Regions from separate parts of the Mus musculus genome. Here region 1 is linked to region 2. A link is a contact called in public Hi-C data. All regions are on one chromosome and are shown on one strand. Each heading gives the region's core, a stretch centred on a gene start, on an enhancer-like site or on the middle of the called end of the contact. The rest is flanking DNA. Distances are from core to core; before and after follow the strand shown. Region 1 overlaps Cep290 (centrosomal protein 290). Region 2 holds the start of Cep290 (centrosomal protein 290).

Region 1 (4,746 bases), core at 2,201-4,700, 37 kb after region 2:
ATAACAGCTGTAATACTTCTTAATATATCCTAAAACCGCTTTAAAGTTCTTATGTTCCTTGGAATCTATCTCCTGAACATACATTGGCAAAAATAACATATTCTAGTAATTTGAAATGATACTTTTTGCTTTCAATATTAGGATTTTTTTTTTGAGCTGAAATGAACTATATAAAACATTTGTATTTTCAAAAGATTCAGTGTGAAGTGTCTAGCTGCTGCCCCTGCCCTGCTACCCTGATAACAGAATATCCTCCAGGTAGCTCTTCTGCAACAGAAGCAGTCACGTGCATCTGGACTGTCACGTGAGAGCTGGCTCTCTCAGATGAGGAAGTTTTGAGACTTACAAATGTTCTTGTTTTTATTATTGTGGCTTTTAAAACATATTGGACTTTTCTGAAGTTTTGCCAGTACAGAGAGTATGAAATATACGAGCTGGAGGTTTCTGCCATCCTCCTTCTTTCTTGTTTCTTCAACCACAGTTTTTAGGGTTCGTGATTTTTTTCTTTTTTATAGAAAATAAGAAAAGAGGATATTTTAACGGAAACAAGACATAATTCATGTCTTTTAACCAGCCTTCACTGCAAAATGAAACCAGATGCCTCTAAGGTAGAATAGTATATGCTCATTTACATGAGGGGAAGCTGTTTGAATTAGACAGAAAGTTCACTACACTCAGGAGTGAATTAGAACTATAAGAGCCTCATCTCCCCTTCAGTGGTTTGGTTCTTTGTTGCTCCCATGATCTCACTGTACTTTCTTATCATGGAGCATTTCACTGGGAAGAACTGGAAAGAGTCCCGGCTCCTTGTTGGTGTTCATCAAACCACCTCCTGCCATTCATGAATGCCTTTTCAGAGCTATCGGAGAATATTGCGTTACCCTCTTCCCAGGACTCTACCGAATACCTCAGATTATTAAACTTAGAAACAGAAAAAGGTTGTTTTGGTTCAGCTACTTGAAGGTTTGGGACTATGACCTCATTACCTTTGGACTGTGGTAACTCGTATACATCATAGTAAGAGGGCGGGTAATAGGGACCTTGTCACTTCATAGCCAATTATAATGAAAAGAAAAAGAGGGCACCAAGACAAAGGTCCCACGGTCCTCTTTGAAAGCACAACTAAAGTGATCTTAGAGTTCACACCAGCACCAGTCTTAGCTGGTGCCACTTCCGGATTGCACCGTGCCGGAGAAGACTGTAGCATGTGTCTTTGGGGGAATGTTCTATATTAAACTATAGCAAACATGAAATAAGTCAATTAAATCCTTATTGTTACTATTTAGGTATTTTAATCAGTCGATAACAAGAACCAAACCTTGCGTTTGTGTCACTTGAAGAAAGCAGACATAGACAGCATACATTAATTCTGTCACTTAAACTGCCAGATGCTTAGTGGATTTTAATCTTCTATGACTTAGAGAAGGTATCCAAAGATATCTTCTGCTTACTATACTTTCTCAAATTCATTGTACTTCCTTTTTCTCTGATAACTTGTAAAAGGACTCACTTAAATCCTTAATTAAAACTTTCCAAATAATTGTTTTCTACGAGAAAGAATAACAGGAAATATTACACATTTTTCAAATGGCTTTCAACTATTTTGCTTTCAATTGAATTTTCTTTTTAAAAAGTGACTAAGGCTTTGCCAGAAAAAAATATGCAAAGTTAACTTGGTATATCCTTTTTTTTTTTTTTTTTTTTTATTTTTCAGGAAATGGCCATCTTCAAGATTGCAGCTCTTCAGAAGGTTATAGATAATAGTGTTTCTTTGTCTGAATTAGAACTAGCCAATAAACAGTACAATGAGCTGACTACTAAGTACAGGGACATCTTGCAGAAAGATAATATGCTTGTTCAAAGAACAAGTAACTTAGAACACCTGGAGGTGAGTGTCTATGACCTTTAAACCTTGTTATTCCAGTCATTTACTTTAGGGCATCCTGGGGTCTGTAAGAATTTTGCTGATTTCAAATGATTAAAATTGGTTCTTATTTATCTAATAATGCTGGAGGTATGATAATAGTTATAATCTATCTAATTGTGGTTTGTCCTGGATATCAATGCATATACCAACATGTGACATACTATGTATTTATAATTGCAAATGACTTGATGGTGACTTTATCTAGGTCATCCTCTTATGGCTCTTGTATGATTTAGCTAAGCCAAACTTCTTTCACAGCACAGCTAGGATATGGTAATTAAAGAGGGAAATGCTATTCTGTATCCATTTCTTTCTTTTCTGACCCTTTCAGAGTCCCTAGATTCTATTTCTTTTTTTTTTTTTTTAAGATTTATTCATATTTATTCATTTATTTTATGTAGCTGTCTTCAGACACACCAGAAGAGGGCATCAGATCCCATTACAGATGGTTGTGAGCCAACATGTGGGTGCTGGGAATTGAACTCAGGACCTTTGGAAGAACAGTCAGTGCTCTTAACCGCTGAGCCATCTCTCCCGCCCCTAGATTCTATTTCTTATGATGGATTTATTTGACTGTGGATGCATTATTAGTGGCATTGCCTAGATATTGGATGAGCTTTCCAGTTTTCCATCCTTTCATGTTATAGAAATACTAAAAATCAGGGCGGGGATGAAGGAGATGTATATAAAAATATTTACCTGACAAGTCATTTGGATCTTGGAATGCATATGTCTTTGTTTCTTTTTTTTGTTTGTTTCCATACTAAATCACTTCATAACAACTTAAAAAAGGATCTCACAGATCATGATAGTGTGTATCATGGTAGAATTCAACATATCAGAATCTCAAAGTGCTGGTCACGTTGTATACACATTCAAGACGCAGACCAATTAATATTTTCTATTGCTCAGCTTGCTTTCTCCATTTTATATAGTCATTTCCACTAATAAGGACATGAATCCTGTCCCCACAGTCAAGATGGGTTTTCCTATATTAATTAATGGAGCCAATTATTATGGACCCATAATACTGTTGGTCCTATAGCAAGAAGGGAGTCGGCGAAAGGAAAACTGCCTTGCCTAGAAGCCTGTGGTCAGCTAGTCTGCAATATGTAGCAGAGGATGAAACGATAAAAATACTGCTTATTTCAAAATGAATACTAAGAACAGACTTCCAAAAGTTGTTCTTAGACCTCTGCATATATGTTAAGTCACAGGTGTGCCTACCCTCAAACACATGTCTCACGCAGCTTAGACATTCTGTCATGACTCTTAACCTTTGTATCCTTGGTGTTCCGTGTGGATGTGGATGTGTGTTTGTATGCATGTGGCACATTGCCTTGTGCAGATGAATATGCACATATGTGCATGTGAAGACCTGCAGTTGGTGTTGGATATCTTCCTCGATTACTCCTCACTTTTTATTAGTGAATAAAATACCTATTTTATTCTTGCTGTGGCTTCTGGGTGTCAGAACTCGGTCAGCATGCTACAGATAGCTTATCTTTGTTCTGCAGTGTCTGTTAGGTTAGGAAGAATCGAAGGACTCAGAATGACAGTTAGGTCAGTGGAAACTGATCAGAATGTAGTGTATGAAAAATAATTTTCAGTAAAATATTCCATTGAAAAATGATAATGGGAGTGGCAGGGGTACTGGGGTCAATGTGAAAATGCTCACTCACATACATGGCCCCCAGCCAGGGCTCAGAGAAGGGTTCATTTTCAGGTGGGCTTGTCTCCTAGAGTATGTGCCTGTGAGTGGAGCTCACAGTCTGGTACTCTTAGTGTACTTCAATGTCTCAAGCTATTGTCTAAATAGGAAGATAGAAATTCTGTTGCTTTCTATAACTTTGGAAGAGGGACATCTCATTCTTTACTATTGTCTGTTGCTCAACAAGGCTTCCAAAATTTACTTAAAGACGACATAGTTCAGTGCCCATCCCTCAGTATTAGAGATTTTAAGAGATTTGTGACCCCTTTAAGATTGTAAGTTTTTTTTTTTTTTAAATAGTCAATTAATTTATTTCTGGCCTGCTTGACAGCTACTTCAAACCTCAGTATTTCAAGGCTATTCTCTCTACTACAGAAGCCCATCACCAGTTATAGAAACTGTTAGAGACTAGTGTGGATACATACACCTTCAATCCCATCTCTTGAGAGTTAGGAACAATTAGATCATGAGTCCATTGCTAGCCTAGACTGTATACGAATGAGGCCACTGTCAGTTAGACTGCCTCAAACAACCAAACAAAAGTATGAGTGAGCATCACAAGAAGTGGGAATCTGTTAGTGTTTTCTTTGACTTTTATACTTTCTTCAATTTATTTATAATTTTAACATTATAATCACATCTTTTATGGCCTATCTTTAATGGTATTGTCTATACCTTGTTCATTGCAGTGGTTTCTCATACTGCTATCTCCAGACTTAAATCTCCTTTAATTTACTGCCACTAAATGATTGTCATAAACACTATCATCATGTCACTCACTTCATATTTAGGCTTCAATTGAATGGCAAAAGATCACATTATTTCTCTATTTACCTTAGGTTATTTCTTGGTCTTAGAAATTTCACAAACTGTCTTAGACACTGAGCTCCTACTTGCCTGCATCGTGGTTTTTTTCTTACATGCATTTTGTACATCTGTTTTGTAACCAGGTTTTCTCTCTTTTCGTTATCTTAGTAATTTTTATTTGTAGTTCAAAGCTGTTTTACTGCTGTTTCCCCCTCCCGCCATCCCCCTCGCCTGTACTGAAAGCAATTTTGTTTTCTTCTTTATGGTTGCTACCTATAGCAATACAAAATTCTACTATTTA
Region 2 (5,070 bases), core at 1,458-3,957:
GGCTTACTAAGTGCTTCTTGGGTTAACAATCTAATGATACACTTTCGGAAAGACAAAGCTATTGGACAAAGCTATGACTCAGGGGGATCTTTAATTAAGGGAAGTCTATCCTGTGCTGCTTCCTGGGAAAACAAGTCATTTAGACCTTCTCTATAACTTCCTCTATTTAATATTACCTTTAGTGTACAGACCGTTTGAATGGGACGTCTGCATTCAGGCTGAATCAGACTTCTCCGTCCAGTCTCCTCATGCTAAAGAGAAACAAGTATCTGCTTGTTATGCATACATTCCTTTACCCGAACATGAAGGTCCTTTGAAAAATAAAATCTTGATAAACACCTTTACTCTATACCTCAGTTAATACACTTCTTATGGTCATGCAACATTTTAAACATTAGAGCAGTATGATTCTCAGGAAATCAGCAAAGGACAGGTAATGAATTTAAGTCCATTGGTACAGAGAACAGAGGTAACAATTACAAGAGGCAGGGCTTTGTCACAAAGTGATTTGGGTTAGATAAAGCTCTTCATACAAGCCCAGGCTAGATAGAACACAGGTCCAGGCAAGTGCTCCAGCAACAAGGCTATTGATAGAACTGTCACATACAAACCAGCTCTTGGAAAAATTTGAAAAATGGAGAAATTCTGAAGAAAAATTATCTTAGCCATTTGAAAATTATATAGCAACCTGCAGAACCAGAACTTCAGTTAAATGCCCTGACTCACAGGTAAGTGCAATATAAAAACCTGGATCATAATATAATTTGTTTCCTGCAGTATTCTTATACCAAGAAAAGCGTATTAGCTCAAAAATACCGTTAAGTTACAGAATGGAATTTAATAAAGAATATACTTAAGTTGTTACTTTCACTGAGATATACAATCCTAGCTTCATCAGTTACTAATAAATGACTTTGAACTTCTCCCTTCTGAAGAGAATACAATTTATTACTTGAAGATATTACGAACATGAAGAGAAACAGGGGTGGAGAGACCAATAAAATGACACAAAAATAGTAAATGAGTAATAGAAAATATGTATTAAAATCATACAAAAAAATCAAGGTATTGTGATTAAAAACAGCAAATTCTTAAGGTAGTATACTAGTGAACATATTACATGTGTTTAATAAATACTAGTCTCATTTCTTAGTACTACTGACAAAATGAACAGGAAAAATAATTCAAACTCTTGAGTAAATGAAGCCATAAAATTAAATGTGCAAAACACAAGTAAAGCTTAGTATTAACGTTTAAAAGAGAAACTGGGAAGTGCAACTATATCACGCATTTCACAAACATTAGCTTGTAGAATGAATGATTGTGTTCATCACATTAAATAAGAAAACAGCGTTTAACCTCTCCGAGCTTCAATCTCTTAGATGGACAATGCGGATAATACTGCTGTATCTCCACAAAGAATAATTCCAAAACTAAACAGTATTTAGAAATAAAGCAAACACTGCAATCAGGCCTACAAATCTGAAGAACGTCTTTAAAATTTGTTTCAAATACCATTTTTTTGTGCTATTTGTTTTTCTCAACCGCAGAAATCTTTTCAAAAGAAAAATGTAACTGTCTACATTTTTCTTTTAATTACTTAATATCTATTATGTATGATATGTATAAGTACCTTATATATCTATCCACGTATACATACATACATACATTCATACATATATACGAGACGCACTCTTTCAAATAGATGCTTACAGCTCCTAAAGTTACCTGCTGGTGTAGAATAGCTGTGCATTTGGCAACAGTTCCCTGAGTAAGAAGATTAACATCTGAGAAGGAGAAGGCACTTTCCCCCAAGAACTCCCTTGGTACCCAGCAAATGACAGCAAAATGCCATCGCTTGGCATGGCCCTCCTCCCTCCCTCCAGCCCGGCTTAAGAGCCTTGGGCGCACTAAGGCTCCTCTTTCCTTGGCCTTCACTCCACTCTTATTAACCTAATAAGCACTACAATCCGCAAGCTGCTGCAGGAGGCTGCCCCATCTTGACGCTCCTTCTTCACTCAACCAGAGCGTGAACTCAGGGGGTGCGGTGGGGGTGGGGGCGCTCCACTTTCCCAGACACCAAGGAGGCTGGAAACTTTTATTGACTCCCCTCTTAGGGAAGCCACTAACTGGGAGCCCCTCGCACCTACCTGAGTAGCCGGAGGACTCTTTCCCAAACCTCTGCAAGATCCGCCAGCCCTTCGGCAGCCCCAAGCTAGCGCTTCCCTAAAAACGCAAAGGTTCCCTGAGCTACTCCTGGCTGTGGGTTGACACGCCCCGACCTCACCTGAGGGCGGCTCCGCCAGGAGACGGTTCAGGAAAGCTTCTGGGATGGTGGACCGGAGAAGGACTCCGCAGAAAACACAGTCATAGCCTGCCACGCTCGGACTCCGGGGCGGCCGCACCTTAGCAGCCGCTCCTCCCGCCTCCCGAGCCTTCCCCCAGCTCTTCCAGGGCGGCCGCAGACTCCCGCATTGCACGCCGGGAACGCGCCGCTCTTCCCAAAAACTTCCAATCCCAGGATGCACAGCCGCGACGCCGAACTGCACTCTGGGACGTAGAGTCCTCATCTCACGGCTCTCCCTCATCCACAGTAAGGAGGGCTTGGAGGGGAAATAGAGCCGTAAAGCTTTTTCCAGGGTCGTGAAATGTAGTCTTCCCAGGTATCCCGGGGCCTAGTTCCGGTCTTGGCAGGCTGGGGGGCGGGGAGTGGTGTCGCCTAGCAGCCGGCGCCGCTTCGGCTCGGTCGGGAAGAGTTGGCGGGAGCAGCCTGAGTGCGCGAGGACCGCTCTGGGAAGCGTGAGGCCGGGGCGGTGGCCGAACCCGGAGGTGGTCGCTGTAGATGAGTGACTGCTGCTGGTGGCAGGTCTTGGTTTCGGTGGGTGGATCCTCGTGAGCCGGAGCCGCTTAGTGTCGTTCACAGGATCGTAATCCCGAGGGACAGGGTGCAGCCCTACCTATCCAGACCTCTGTCGCTCTTGTCTGCAGTGTCGTCTCGGCCTCCCTGATTGAGCTTGATTCCGCAAACACTTCATTTAGCTCAGTCTTTTTATCTACTTTAAAAATCCTCTGGTCCCCTTTCCTCAGAAGGTTTTCAAAAACTTCCAAACATCTTGGGAGTTGGTACCATCATTGATGGTAGGGGACTTGGAAAAGGGGCCTCGGGGTTTTAGCTCCGAATTCGTCTTAGCAAGAAAATAATAATTTAGCGTGTACATTATCGTATAGCCTGTGTCAGGGGAACTAATTTTCGTCGAGGCTGTTTGCCTCTGCATCTGTTTTGCAGTTCAGGAGCCATAGCTCTTAGCCAGCACCTAGAGAGTTAAGTAAGACCGCTCATGATCATGTAAACACTGCAAGGCCATTTTCCTTGAAAATGCTAAAATCCACCTGCTTCTTTGTAGAGGCTGAGAGACAGTGAAAGAATTCAAGATGCCACCTAATATAAAGTGGAAAGAATTAATCAAAGTTGATCCAGATGACCTGCCACGGCAAGAAGAGTTAGCAGATAAATTATTGATATCTTTATCCAAGGTACTTAATAAATGATTTGTACACAGAGCCTGATGTACAATGTCATGAATTGAAATTGCTTCTTGAAATCATTGAATGCTATAACTGGAAGAGTGCTTGTATTTAATGTGCAGGGTATGAAATAGTCCATTTTTTGTGTGTTTGTTTCCTTAGGTGGAAGTAAATGAACTAAAAAATGAAGACCAAGAAAACATGATACATCTATTCAGAATTACCCAGTCTCTAATGAAGGTTTGTAGGAAAGAGTGTGTAGGAAAAGAAATATTTTTTAGGAGAAACATAAAGAGTCATAAAGAATCATATGGTCAAATAAAATACAAAATCTCTCCCCTATAAGCTATACATGAAATGATAAGAGGATTCTAGATTCTTCATAAATAAATACTGAGAAAGAATATGTATTCTTTACATTAAGGTAAAAGCATATAGAAAAATATTTGGGGCCAGTAATTTGGGATATACTGTTCAAGAGTTTGAGAGTATATTTTGGTTATCAGCATTTTAGAAGGGAATAAAGGTTTTTAAATCATACTTGGTAAAGAAATGTACTTATGAAGGCAACATTAAATGTGTTGTATAGACTGAAGGGATGAGAGCTGATTAGTTCCAATTATAAGAAGGAATTACTAAATTTATTAATAATAACAATTGGGATAGTAAAAAAGATATTGAAAACATTTTAAGTAATGGCTATAAAGTTTAACGGAAAAATCAGATATAATTCAAAGTCTTGCCATTCTGGAATTTCTAGCCTTATGTATTTATTCAACAACTATTTACTGACTGTCTCTGTGTGTTAGTCATCGTACACACTACAGACTGAGATAGCAAATTCCACACAGTTTCCATTCCCACTGTTTACATTACAGTGTAAATAATACAGATTCTTCCCCTCTCGTTTTAATGTTCAGATGAAAGCCCAGGAAGTAGAGCTCGCTTTGGAAGAAGTTGAAAAGGCTGGAGAAGAACAAGCAAAATTTGGTAAATGTCTTGGGAAAAAACTACTGTGGTTCCATTACTTATTAGACAGTATAAAATCTATCCTATTCTATAACATATGTATTCAATTTATACTGAAAGATGCTACATCCTTGTGCAGTTCCAGGTACTGGCCTGAGTGCTGTGGTAGGGGGTGAAGAAAAGAAAACACACAGACACTTAGAACAGTTGTTTTCGGTTGGACCAGGCTCTCTAATGGAGCAACTGCCCCACCCCAGAAGCTCACTGTCTGTATTATATCCACTTGACCAGAGCAGTGGAGTTGTTGCATAGCTGAACATAAAGTCGAGTGAGTGCATACAGATAAACATGAAGGCAGGGTTTCTGCTGTTGAATAGGGAGGCAGATTTATCAAATCTCAGTAGGAGTAGTCTCTATAAGGGAGCCATAAACATTAGGGGGACATTTTCTGCACACCCTGTCAACATCCACAGTCAGACGAGGAGGGAAGGCTTTGCCGTTTGCCATAGGCCTGAGACATTTGGAGTTCCTGACGTGGCTTTGCCCATGTCAGTAGTACACACTGACTCAGGGCTC

The links. Hi-C and Micro-C count contacts between places; a contact is called where the count stands out from the background.
Region 1: a Hi-C map of erythroid progenitors shows a contact between it and region 2, with 1.9 times the contacts expected there. The contact joins the enhancer-like site here to the promoter of Cep290 in region 2. A contact is called at or near these places in 1 of 15 datasets of contacts at CTCF or cohesin (the G1E-ER4 cell line), 2 of 484 Hi-C or Micro-C datasets (erythroid progenitors and round spermatid), 2 of 115 datasets of contacts at active chromatin or transcription factors (the SCID.adh cell line and embryonic stem cells) and 2 of 9 other capture datasets (adipose tissue and liver).

Annotation. Positions count from the first base shown.
Region 1 is chr10:100,521,516-100,526,261 of GRCm38.p6, forward strand. Cep290 (centrosomal protein 290) reads left to right here. Exons shown (of 54, transcript NM_146009.3): 26 at 1,715-1,888. Among named protein-coding and RNA genes, the nearest start is that of Cep290, 36 kb to the left of the region's middle. Within about 2 kb of position 3,451, at least 7 of the 459 cell types and tissues checked have an H3K27ac peak or open chromatin away from gene starts, as enhancers often do. A contact at or near this core is called in the G1E-ER4 cell line and erythroid progenitors, where this site is marked.
Region 2 is chr10:100,484,875-100,489,944 of GRCm38.p6, forward strand. It overlaps Cep290 (centrosomal protein 290), which reads left to right and starts at 2,708. Exons shown (of 54, transcript NM_146009.3): 1 at 2,708-2,878; 2 at 3,405-3,534; 3 at 3,688-3,765; 4 at 4,446-4,515. The coding sequence starts at 3,433. It overlaps Tmtc3 (transmembrane and tetratricopeptide repeat containing 3), which reads right to left and starts at 2,473. Exons shown (of 14, transcript NM_001110013.1): 1 at 2,288-2,473.